Linked DNA regions of Mus musculus: region 2 is linked to region 1. The links are chromatin contacts, called in public Hi-C maps. All regions are on one chromosome and are shown on one strand. Each heading gives the region's core, a stretch centred on a gene start, on an enhancer-like site or on the middle of the called end of the contact. The rest is flanking DNA. Distances are from core to core; before and after follow the strand shown.

Region 1 (5,375 bases), core at 847-3,346:
AGGCAGGTAGATCTGTGAGTTCAAAGCCAGCCTGGTCTACAGAGTGAGTTCTAGAACAGCCAGGGCTACATAGTGAGACCCTGACACACACACACACACACACACACACACAAAACCAAAACAAGAATTGTGCACACATGCATACACGTAAAGGACACCTTAGAGGGGTGTTTTTCCATGGCACCCCCACACTTTGGATATTGCATCGCTGTTTTAGCAGTGACCTGGAGAGAGAACTGACCATGACTTCAACCTGTGCTCTCTGGGCTGAGTCCTCTGATAGGGCATTCCTGTCTCTCAGAACCTAATTCTTTACCCGGCCCAGGTATTTTAGAGATGTTTGTCTGTCGTAGGATGAGAAGTGTGTGTGTGTGTGTGTGTGGGGGGGGGGGGGGGGTCCTTGATGATCGTGTGCGGTTCTGTCTCTGGCTTTTATGTGTTGGAATTGTGGCTGTTCAGGCCAGAGGGTATCTTAAACCAGTACATCCCAAGTTCCTTGTATAAACAGCAGACTCTCAGCTATACCAGAGTTGCCTGCATCTCTAATCCCAGCACACACCCCTTAGAACTCCTCCTCCTCCTAACACAGTGTCAAAGCTGCTGTAGCTCTGCTGTCCCTCAGCTGTCCCTCTGCTGCCCTTAGCACCCCACAACTTTTTAAAAGTTTCATAAAGGCTAGTGACTGTTCCAGAAAATACCAGATCTTTCTCTACTGTCAAAAGGCGGAGCGCTAGCTTCTCTGGGAGAGATGTGGCCTGCGGCAGGCTGGTTTTCCTGTCCTGATGTAAAAAGTGTTAACACTGGACACTTGGACGAAGTTAAGTTCTGCCTAGGGGCAGGTACAGTGCCGGCCCTGTGGAGAGAGGTATGTGTGTGTGACTCAGCTCTGGGACAGGATCCCTGGAGTCCCCATGGAGGCTGCCCTTTGATCTGCCACTGGGGACATCTCCACTCCTATTGGCCACAACTCTGAAACACTCCCAGGATGTCTTCCCCTGTGTCCTCCCCAGCCACACTCAGGTCTTGCCTCCTCCTGGCTGCAAACTCCAGAAAATAATAACCTTACTGAGTTTCTGTCTCCCCTCCCCCATGGCTTCCAGGTTAGCCGCCACTAGGAACTTCCCAAGGTTGTTGGTTTACATTACACACACACACACACACACACACACACACACACACACACACACACTCACTCACTCACCTGGCTTGTCCTCTGAGCATGTGGATTTTTGGTTCTGTCCCTTAAATACTACAAGCATGTTCCCACCCCAGAAATGTTGTGCGTTTCCTGTGAGCCAGGGTTTGACACAGCTGCCTTCTGGTTGCTCGTGGCTCCGTTCACAGTGCCCCTTCCTCAGAAGACCCTCCTCCAGGACCCCCACTTCCACTCTCGCTCCCATCACCTGGTTCCCTCTTTACACCGCACTCCCACCCCGCCTTACCCCCAACTCGCTGTCAGCTGTACCTTGGGAGTGGTAATGTTCTGTTTTCACGGCCTAGAATACGGTCATCCTTCAGTATTCATGGTGATTGCTCTCTGCGACCCTTCAGATACCCGAATCCCAGATGTTCGTCCCTGAGTCCTTTGTCTAAAATTGCATGCTTTGCATATAAGGTTATATATGCAACGTGTCTTCCTGTGTCCTTCAAGTAGGCTCTGGGTTCCTTGTATACACAACACCGTGTGAAAGGTTGATAGGCAGAGCTGAGCTATCTTGCTTATAAAAAATCATAAGGAAGATATCTATGCATGTTTTGTAGAGCTGTTGAATTCCCACCTGCAGAAGGCTTTCTAACTACGACTGGCTGAATCTTCCGGGGTAGAAGGAACTCTTGCAAGCACAGAGGGTGGGCTGGCTCTATGTGGATACTGTGGGGCTCTACAATATCACAGCAACTGAATGAGTGAGTGAAGGGTAAACAAAACCGCTTACAACCAGTCTGAACTAGTGGCCAAAGTTTCTGTGTATCCAATGCCTTCTTCTGTCCAGCCACATTGCCTAGTGCTGATCTCAAGAACCAGGGAAGTGTGGCTGGGTGTGGCTGCCCTTGGCAGTGGTCGATGAAGCATACGTAACTCTGTATACTGACTGGGGTGAGCCTCCGGTCAGCTGCAGAGCGAGAGGCCTGGCTGGCTGGCTGGCTGGCTGGCTCTCTCAGGAGAGTGTACCTCTGGCTCCCACCTAAGGCTGAGATGCCAGGGACAGGCCACTGGGCATTTGGAGTGGGATACATTGATGTAGTCTAACCTGTTTGTCAGTCTGCTGGCCAATCTGGGAAGGTATTGTTCACTGTTCATCTTGCCAGGGAGGGTGGTGACAGGCCCAGAGTCTTGACTGTGTGTGGGGTTGGTGGCAGGGCTTGTTGACAATGCCTTATGGGAAGGTGCCGGTGCCCTCCACCTTGCAAGCTGCTGACCCAGGAAAGTGGGATGTGGCCTCTGGAGTGGGATATCCACCTGGCCTCATGAGGCAGCCTGTTTTAGGCACTTCCCCCAGGGGTGACTCATAGTGTTTAGCAACACTCCTCCCAAAGCCACAGCCCCTGTGGTCAGATCCTTTCAGCAGTGAGCTGGAGGCCTCCCAATGCCAGCTCCTGGCAGGCTCAGCTTCCACCTAGATACAAGACCCTCACTCTCTGCTTCCCCTAAGGACCCTGACCATCTCCTCCGTCCCTTTAACCCTTGTCCGTTAGAAGCTTAGGTGACTCACTGTTGCTTGGGCCCTTGACGCTAACAACCTCAAACAAGTTTCTGGCTGAGTTTTCATTGACCTTGCAGCTTACTGTGTGCTGTGTCACAGGCATGCAAACTCTGAGACCCCAGATGAGGCCTCGGCTCACCCAGCCTTATGGGTGGTGGGAGAACTGGGGACGCTATCTAAGCTCTCTTGCTAGATATTGGAAATTGCTAATCACAAGCCGTGCAGCCCATACCCAGCCTCAGGAGCAAGATCACAGGAAACGGGTGGCATTGTGTAGACCTGTCACCGTTCTTCAGGAGGCAGAGGAGAAGGGGCACGAGGTCTAGCCTAGGATGATATTCGGTTATGTGGAGTGCCACAGTGATTGTCACTGCGTGTCATTTCTATCCCTATTTTTTTTTTTAATATCTCTACGGGCAAAGTAGTGCTAGGATTGGGGGTTGCTAACAGGGTGACGATGGATTCACCATTCCTTCTAACTGTCATGGACTGGGTCCTTGGTCCATCTGGGTGGCCAGGGGCACACTTCTGGAGAATCCTGGGCTGCTGTGGTTCCTCTTTTCTTTATAATGAGCACTTCAGATGGAAAACCACAGTATGGGCGAGCTTCCGAGGTCTTGAGGGGGATTCCTGGACTTACTGAGAAGCCTTTTCACAAGTCAGTATGATCTTGGGCTCCCCTCTGGCCTCTGCGTGCTCATGTCCCTGTTTCCTGTTTCGGGTGATCTTACATAGGAAAGCATTTCTCAGATTTGCCTCCCAGAGAATATGGAGAATGTGTGCCCTGGCCGTCTGGGATGCTGTGAGTGGAGGGTGTGGGGAATGGATGCTGTTAATGTCTAACAACAGAGGCCAGGGATGCCAACACGACCCATAGTTGAAAACTGCTTTGACTGGCCCCGAGCATCCTCAGGCCATGCTAGAATAACACGACTGTTTTTAGAATATGGAAGGCTCCCTCCTCCTCAGGGTAGGGAGGGCACTCCATAGAGGCAGTGAGCAGCGCTCTAGTAAAGGACCCAGAATCAGAAGAAAGCCTCAGAGGTGCCCACCCTGGGCTGGCACGGCTCACTGGGGTGTCAACCCAGCTGAGGCTGAGTCAGTGCTTCAGTAATCTCGCTCTCTCTCCCGTAAGATGGAAGAGTAGCCTGGTGTCCCTCCAGCAGCACGTGTGCCAGTCCAGCACTCGGAGGCGTCTCACCATCCGTCTCACCCTCCTGGATCACCTTTGTGATCATAGAGACCAGGCCTCCCTTGCTTTCTCTCTCCCTTTTTTTGTTTTTCTTTTCTTTCTAACTAGGGGGCAGGGAGTTAGAGGGATGGCCTAGGGGTTAAGAGCACTGGCTTTTCTTCCAGAAGACCCAGGTTTGATTTCCAGGACTTAAATGGTGGCTCCAGCTGCAACTCCAGTTGCAGGGTATACAACACCCTCTTCTGGCCTCCATGGCCACTGCATGCATGTGGCACACAGACATACATTCAGGCAAAAGACCCATACACATTAAAAAAAAAAAAATCAAACACATCACACCGCAGTCTGTGTATGAAGGTTGAAGGACTACCTCCCACCTACCCTTCCATCTTGTTCCAGACAAGGTCTCTGTTAACCATGGCGTAGGACAGCCTAGCTAGCCTGCAAACTTCTGTCGACCCTCTCTCTGCCTCCTGTCTCTCTGTAGGGCTGCTGGGATGCAGGTATATCTAGCCTAACCGATTCTGAGCATCTGGGACTCTCCTCATATTTGAGTGGCTTGGAGGATCTGTGACTCAGTCATCACACTTGAGTGGCACACATTTTACCCACTCAGCCATCTCTCCAGCCCTTTTATATTTTAGGCTAAAGAGCCTCCACATTTGGCTTAGGGTTCTCCCTGACTCCCCTTGGTGTTTGCTCTGAAACCAGCAGGGTGATTGCTTGGGGATGGTTAGGGGCATCCACTCTCCCTGGTGAGGGTGGTCATCAGACTGGATGGCTGTTTGGTGTGAAATTATAGACTGTAGGGAAAGAGTCAGAGGGCATAGAGAAGTCAAGCCAGGAGCCCAGAGGTTCTGCTATGGACTGAAAGGAGCTGACATGAAGGCAGAAGGGGAGAGATACCAGGGGCTGGGGAGCAAGGACTGGCCACACTTTACATGAGTGTTTGAAGTCCAGCTGTGTGGCACATGGTGCTAGACAGGATTTAGAACTGAGACCTGTTAGGACCCTCTGGAAGCCCGTAGCCTGTCAGGGATGTTAGCATCCAGCTGGCAGGGACGGAATGATGTAACAGGTGCCTGCCAGGGGATGCTGTGAGAAGCTGGTGGCCTGGAGGGCTAGCCCTGGCTATGGGACTTTCCTTGGAACAACACTGTCCTGGCTGAGGATGTTGGTGGCACTGGATGGTGGGGTGTTGGAAGAGGACACCCTTGCATCAAGTCCCAGAGTGGGGTGAGAGAGCAAGGGAAGGGCTGCTGGCTGGCAGTGACATCAAGGCCAGCAGCAGGGACGGTCCTGGGAGGTTCACAGGGAAGAAAGTGTCACTTGTGGACTTGTGGTCAGAGTTCCCTTGGGGGAGGGCGGAGTGGGGGTTGATTGTTTATTTAGCTAAGAAAGCAAGAACAAGAGTGTAAGAAATGCCAGCAGCCAGGAAGATCAGTTAAGCAACCGTCAGGGGCAGGTGATCTGGGATGGCC
Region 2 (6,046 bases), core at 1,724-4,223, 67 kb after region 1:
AGGGATAAAGAGAAGCTAAGGCCTGAAGGATTAAAATGCTTTTTCTAGATGGACGTAGTGACAGGGCATAGTGTAACACACCGTTAGTCTCAGCACTCAGGAGGCAGAGGCAGGCAGATCTCTGTGAGTTTATCTGTGAGTTTTGAGGCCAGCCTGGTCTACAGAGTGAGTTCCAGGGCAGCTAGGGCTGCATAGTAAGACCCAAAACAGCCAACCAATAAAAACCATAATATATCCATCTAGCCAGCCAGCCAGCCAGCCAGCCTGCCTGCCTGCCTGCCTGCCTGCCCGCCCGCCTGCCCGCCCCTCCTCCTTGCTTGCTTCCTCCCTCCTTCCCTCTCTCCTCCCCTCCTTTTCTTTTGTGATAAAGGGAGAAAACGTGTTCTAGGTGATAAATACACTTACATTCTGGTTTTGATTATATTAGTTAGCATATGTTAATTATACATAATAATAGACCACATTATGGCATTTTCACATGTACACTTAAGGTATTTTAGCACATTAACTCTTTCTCCCTGCCTTTCTGGTCTCCTCCCACCCAGAACCCCCCCTACTCTCCTGTCTTCATTTATTGTTTGGTTTACTACTTGTGATGACCCTGGGGCTCCTTAGGGTTTGCTTGCAGGAGTGAGTCTGTAGATGCTCAGGGAGGGGTAAAGGTGTGTGAGCCCTTTCTCCCACAGCTACCAGTATCTGCAGATCAGTCTTGGAGGTAGGAGCTCACAGACCCTTTCCTCCATGACAGGATGTTGACAGCCCATCTAAAACTTTGCTTTTTCCTTTTGTTTTTTTGAAATGGGATTTCTAAGTGTAACAGCCCTGACTGAACTCACAGAGATCCACCTGCCTCTGCCTCTCTAGTGCTAGGATTAAAGGCAGGTGCCACCACCATCCAGTCCCAATCTTTAACTTTTTAAAATTACCTTTATTTATTTATACAGAACAGTGAACAACTTATGGAAGTTGGTTTTCTCTTTACACTATGTAGATCCTGGCTGTTGAACTCAGGTTGTCTGGCATGGCAGTAAAGTACCTTTACCCCTGAGCCTAGTCTGATCTTGCACATGTCTTGCACCAGTAAATGCTTCTCCTCCGAGCTCCAAGCTGCACAGACACTGCCGTGCTCTGAAGCATATTACATGCTCACTCACCTACTTCCTCTGGCTCTTACAGTCTTTCCTTCCCAGTTTCTGTGATACGAGGGAGGAGGTGCTATAGATGTCCCGTGTTCGGCTTAGAGATCCTTGAGAAGTTCCCACTTGCCTACACCAGACTTACTAATCTGTACTAGGAGGATGGAGATTGCAGTTGAATGGGCACATCAGATCCATTTAGCTTCCCCACCAAGGTCTAGGACCTCCCTGGCCTCCAGCATCTGAAGAGGTGGAATCCTTCCCTGGGAGCAGGTCACATCAACACCTTTCCGGGTTGATTTCCTCATCACTGATTGGGTGCTGTTGCAGCAGTGTGTGCTTCTTGCCTGGCACCGAGGGGACACAGCCTAGTAAGACTTGATAAGAGTTCCCTCACAGCCTGAGGAGCACCATTTAACTGTGTGCAGGCTGGCCATCGGGGAGGAAGCATGCACAGGGAGGGAGCACCATCCTTGGTTTAGCTTGATGTCTCCCTTTCTGTAATTGGTTCTTGAGTATTTTATAGCTCAGATGGCCCAGGCCAGCTTTAAGTTCAAGATCTTCCTTTATTTTCAGCATGTTGGAACTACAGGCCATACATGGCCTAGTTTTGATTTTTATGAAGCATAGAGACTCCACAATTAACATGTTTGCTTGGGCAGCTTTCTAAAGCTTCTGAGTAGTAGCAGTATTTAGAGGTGTTTCGTTTCTGCCATGCTGGAAAGGGTTTAAACATGCTTCACAGCATGGTAAAGCCTACCCAGGGGGACAGCAGTTCCCCGTCTCTTGTGAGGAATTAGAGAAAACAAGGATGGCCTTCTATAGTGTATTCATTCTCTGCTCTGCAGTTCCTGCATCGTGCCTTCTTCCTGCCTGTCACAGCTTGCCAGGTTCCCGGGGGCCGTTGATGGGTTTTTCTCCCTTCGTACCTTTCGGGTTCACGGTGTGAACATGGTTCTTCTCTGGTCTGCTTTTGTGCCCTTCTCCTTCCTAACTCACCCATCTGCAGCGTCCTACTCTCCTTCCCTACCCCATCCGCCTTGTCTGTCTGTAGCCTGTGGTATTTTCTCAGGAACATTCCCTTCCTCTCCTTGCTTGGCTTCGTTGTTGACTCAGCTAAAACTTGCAGGTAGTGTGAGCAGAGCAGGTGATAATTCAACAAGTGTTTCCTGATAGCTGCTGCCCTTGCATGCATGTCCTGTGTCCTTAGTTAGCTGGGTGTCTCCTTCATCTCCCTCTGAGCCCTGCAGTCCCACTCGGGGTATGACATATACCTCCAACATTTCTAGTCCCCTGTGACCACCTCCTGCTCAGCCTTATGAGGAAACCTCCATGGGCCTTTCTTCTGTATCTTCATCACATACAAATCCCTGTGATCCTAACTTAAGATTCCAACTAGAAGCATGACTTGAGTGCTCAGAACCTCTGCTGGGGCCTCAGTGGCTCGTGTACTCTAGCTACAACCTCTCTCTGTGTTTTATAGTTCACCAGCCCTTGACACAGTCCAGCTGTGCCACAGGTACCACACTGGGAACTTGTCACCCTCAAGACACTTTTTTCATTTGTTCCTGGTTTGTTGTTTCCTGCCTATTTAAAGTTTAGCTCATAGACTAGCAGAGCCACCCTTAGGATCCTTCCTCTCCCATGTTTACCCAGCATGCTCCGCTGCCTTTCTCTCCCAGTAAGTAGTCTTGGACTCTGGTTATCTGTGGATTCATTACCACCATTTCCCCTGACTGAGCTTAGTAAATGTTTACCAAGTGCCTGAGCAGCTCTGGGGACAGCCTAATAGCAGGCACATTTGTTTGTTTGCATAGTGGGCATGAGAGCAGCTGGTGTTCTGGCAAGTACATCAGAAGCCTATAAGGACTCCACAATTTGTCCCAGGACAGTGCCCTTCTGGCTGTACCGTGCTGCCAGGTGGTTATGAGGATATAATGGCTGACTGTATTTGAGACTCCTTTTCTTCAAATTTTCAAAACTGGATTCTTTAGAGTGGCCACTGCTTTCCTGAGGATGCTGTTAGCAAACAACACGGCACCAGTGTTGGGAAAAGAATTTAGTGCCTTTCAAGCACAGGTGTAACAAGGGCCGTCCCCCTTGCAGCCCTCGAGTTAATGTTAAAAGTTAGCATCACCTGGTGAGAGGGCGTGGCCAGGCTTTGCCCATTCCTTGTTTCCAGACTGGGAAGGAACCTTGCTTTTCACCTGTGGCTGGGAGGGCGGGGCCAGACAGCACAGGGCACTGGGTGCTTTTGCTCGGAGACTGGCGATGCAGCTCATCCGGGCCTGCAGACGGCTTTGGGGAGGGGCTTTGCAACACTGCCCCATTTCCTCTTGTGGAACTGAAGGGAGGAAGAAGACCTTGATGAGAGGCGTCTCCTGGTAGAGTCATTCCGGCCTGCAAGCCTTTCAGTCCTTGGTAGTCAGGGAAGGTGAAACTGTCCCCATAATCTAATGACTAGACACATGAGTAGCTTTTTAGAGTGTGTCTTGAAGTTGGAAGTCACTAAAGACTTTACTCTGTTTTGTAGTAACTTTTTTTTTAAATCTGTGGTTAATTTTTCTCCCTCTAAATACATTTTTTTGTGTAAACTCTTTTTAAAAAAATAACTGGATCTGGAGAAATGACTGATGGCACTTACTGCTGTTTCAGACGTAGTCATCTGCCAGCACCGTCATGGCAGCTGATAACCATCTGTAACGCCAGGCCCAGGGACCAGATACCCTCTGTTGGCCTCTGGCTTTGCCAGAATGTTGTGCACATAAACCCATGTTTATGTGCCCCTCTCGTGTGTGTGTGCGCACACACACACACGAAGGAATTTAAAAATGGAAATAAAGTAGTTAAATAATGTAGAAAACCTAAATTCTAAATGCCTTGCTTCCTGTGTCTTCCAGACTTTTTTTGACATACATAATATGTATATGATAAAGTTTTTAAACTAAAATATTTTATAAATTCTTTCAGAATTTTATGCAGTATGTTTTGATCCCCAACTCCTCAAGAGATCTATCTCAACTTCACTTCCCACCCAGCTCTGTGTTCTCTCTTAAAAACTCAAGAGTCCAAATGTGCTGCCCTTTTATGTGTGGGGGAAAGAAAATATTTTTTAAAAGAATTTTTACTACATAGATGTTATTTACACAACTTTTTGGGGAATTGGTTCTCTTCTTCCAACAGGTTGGACCCACAAATCAAAGTCAGGATGTCAGGTTTTGTGGCAAATAAGTGCCTTTATCTGCTATGCCATCTTGCCAGCTCAAGAAAAAGAAAAACAAAACAAAACAAAACAACAACCTTGCCCCTGTACACTATATAGGGTTCAGTTTAAAGAACAAGAGACTTTGTAGATGTGTAAGTTTCTGGTATTTGTTAATGCTGAGGATAATTTTGTGATACATATATAATAGATATATTATAATGTAACCAGTTTTGCTAGATGTTTGTTTGTGAGACATTTTAAGTGAAGACAAGATTTAAAAGTGAACCTAGGAAACAAAATAAATGAAACAAAAAATTGGTATGGTGGTGTACACCTGGAATCCCTGCCCATGGGGGCGTGAGGACAGCACTCCACATGAGGGCAGCCTGTGCTACACAGGAGGACAGCTGCCCAGGAAACCCCAGCGGGACCAGTGAGTTGAAATATACTTAAAAAGTTGGAGAGCTCTCCTGGCCTGTTAATGAGCTCTCATCTTTTCTGAAGAGTGTCATTTTGACTGTTATAGTTTGAAATACATAAAATTAGACATGCAAATGACTTACTAAAGACAATTCTAGTTCTTGCCTTAATTTTCAGGAAGTGCCTGTAACAAGAAATAGTAAGGAAAGCAGACTAAGAGGAAAGAACCTCTTGTGGGTGGGTTCTGATCCAGGGTGGTAGCGTACTTACATATTCATGACCTTCTCAAGTGCAGGTAGCCATTCTAGGATGCTAAGGTAGCTTAGGCAATCAAGACCTTTGTAAGCTTTGTTTTGCTACTGGCTTTGAGTTAAGGCTTAAGAAAATTAACTCCAGCCATTTCTGCCACCTGAGTTCCTTAGAATCCTATTCTGAATTCTAGTTTAATGTGAGCACTGAGTATATATATGCCTGTGTGAGACAGCTCAAATCACCTAAGGATAAGGGGTTTCAGGTGTACTGATGGCCACTTCTGAGCAAGGCATTTTGCTGTTTTAGATGAGTTAGCTACATACATGTTTGTACGTAGAGCCTGGACTTAATAGTCACCTTGCAATATAAATCTGGAAGCTTTTATAAAGTAGTGCTTATAAGTGAAATATACAACGGCTTTACAGAAAACATGCTAGGAGAGGGTGGGAAAAGTATCTATAGCCCTCCCATTTTAACTGTTTGCTCTGTTTTCTTTCCAGGCTTTTCTTCTCTCCTGTGTAGACTTTACACAGATGTAAAGATTTCCAAGCAAATGCCTTTGTCAAGAGTACATAAACTGGATATAGCAAAGGGCCAAATTTCAGACAGAATTCTAAAGCAGCTCAGGGTTGCACCCCTTCCTTAGGATTTAATTTCTTCTCAGAAAAAGAGAGGCAGCTTTAACACTAGTGTCAAAGGGCAGACATGTTTTTGAGTGGTTGGCTTTGATGAGGTCATGCTCATTAGAGGACACATGACGCACACTCAGGCACACATCCACTTGGTGGCAGCAAGATTGACAACCCAATTCTTAAGTGTAGTTTGTGTACTGAGCAGTTATAGGACATTATTTTACACGCAGGTTTTCAGTTACCTGTGTTCAGAGTTGTGGATGGGACATAACTTTTCTGTCCCTGTACCAGTAGTTGATACTTGTCTTTTAGCTGAGAACCACCTTTGATGTCTGGAAATGGTGGATGAATGGTTCGAGCACAGAGAAGTGAAGGAATAAGCTGTAGTTAGAGCGTGTGGG

What was found. Hi-C and Micro-C count contacts between places; a contact is called where the count stands out from the background.
Region 2: a Hi-C map of liver shows a contact between it and region 1, with 1.9 times the contacts expected there. The contact joins two enhancer-like sites. A contact is called at or near these places in 3 of 39 promoter capture datasets (embryonic stem cells, fetal liver and liver), 13 of 484 Hi-C or Micro-C datasets (the G1E-ER4 cell line, the HPC-7 cell line, the N1E-115 cell line and 4 more), 5 of 115 datasets of contacts at active chromatin or transcription factors (double positive thymocytes, embryonic stem cells and pancreatic cancer cells) and 3 of 9 other capture datasets (adipose tissue, liver and pancreatic islet).

Annotation. Positions count from the first base shown.
Region 1 is chr11:113,730,897-113,736,271 of GRCm38.p6, reverse strand. All of the region lies in intron 1 of Cdc42ep4 (CDC42 effector protein (Rho GTPase binding) 4), which reads left to right. Among named protein-coding and RNA genes, the nearest start is that of Cdc42ep4, 18 kb to the left of the region's middle. Within about 2 kb of position 2,096, at least 186 of the 459 cell types and tissues checked have an H3K27ac peak or open chromatin away from gene starts, as enhancers often do. A contact at or near this core is called in the G1E-ER4 cell line, the HPC-7 cell line, liver and 1 more, where this site is marked.
Region 2 is chr11:113,664,193-113,670,238 of GRCm38.p6, reverse strand. The region is part of intron 2 of Fam104a (family with sequence similarity 104, member A); the gene reads left to right. It also overlaps a transcript of Cog1 not described here. Among named protein-coding and RNA genes, the nearest start is that of Fam104a, 17 kb to the left of the region's middle. Within about 2 kb of position 2,973, at least 75 of the 459 cell types and tissues checked have an H3K27ac peak or open chromatin away from gene starts, as enhancers often do. A contact at or near this core is called in the G1E-ER4 cell line, the HPC-7 cell line, liver and 1 more, where this site is marked.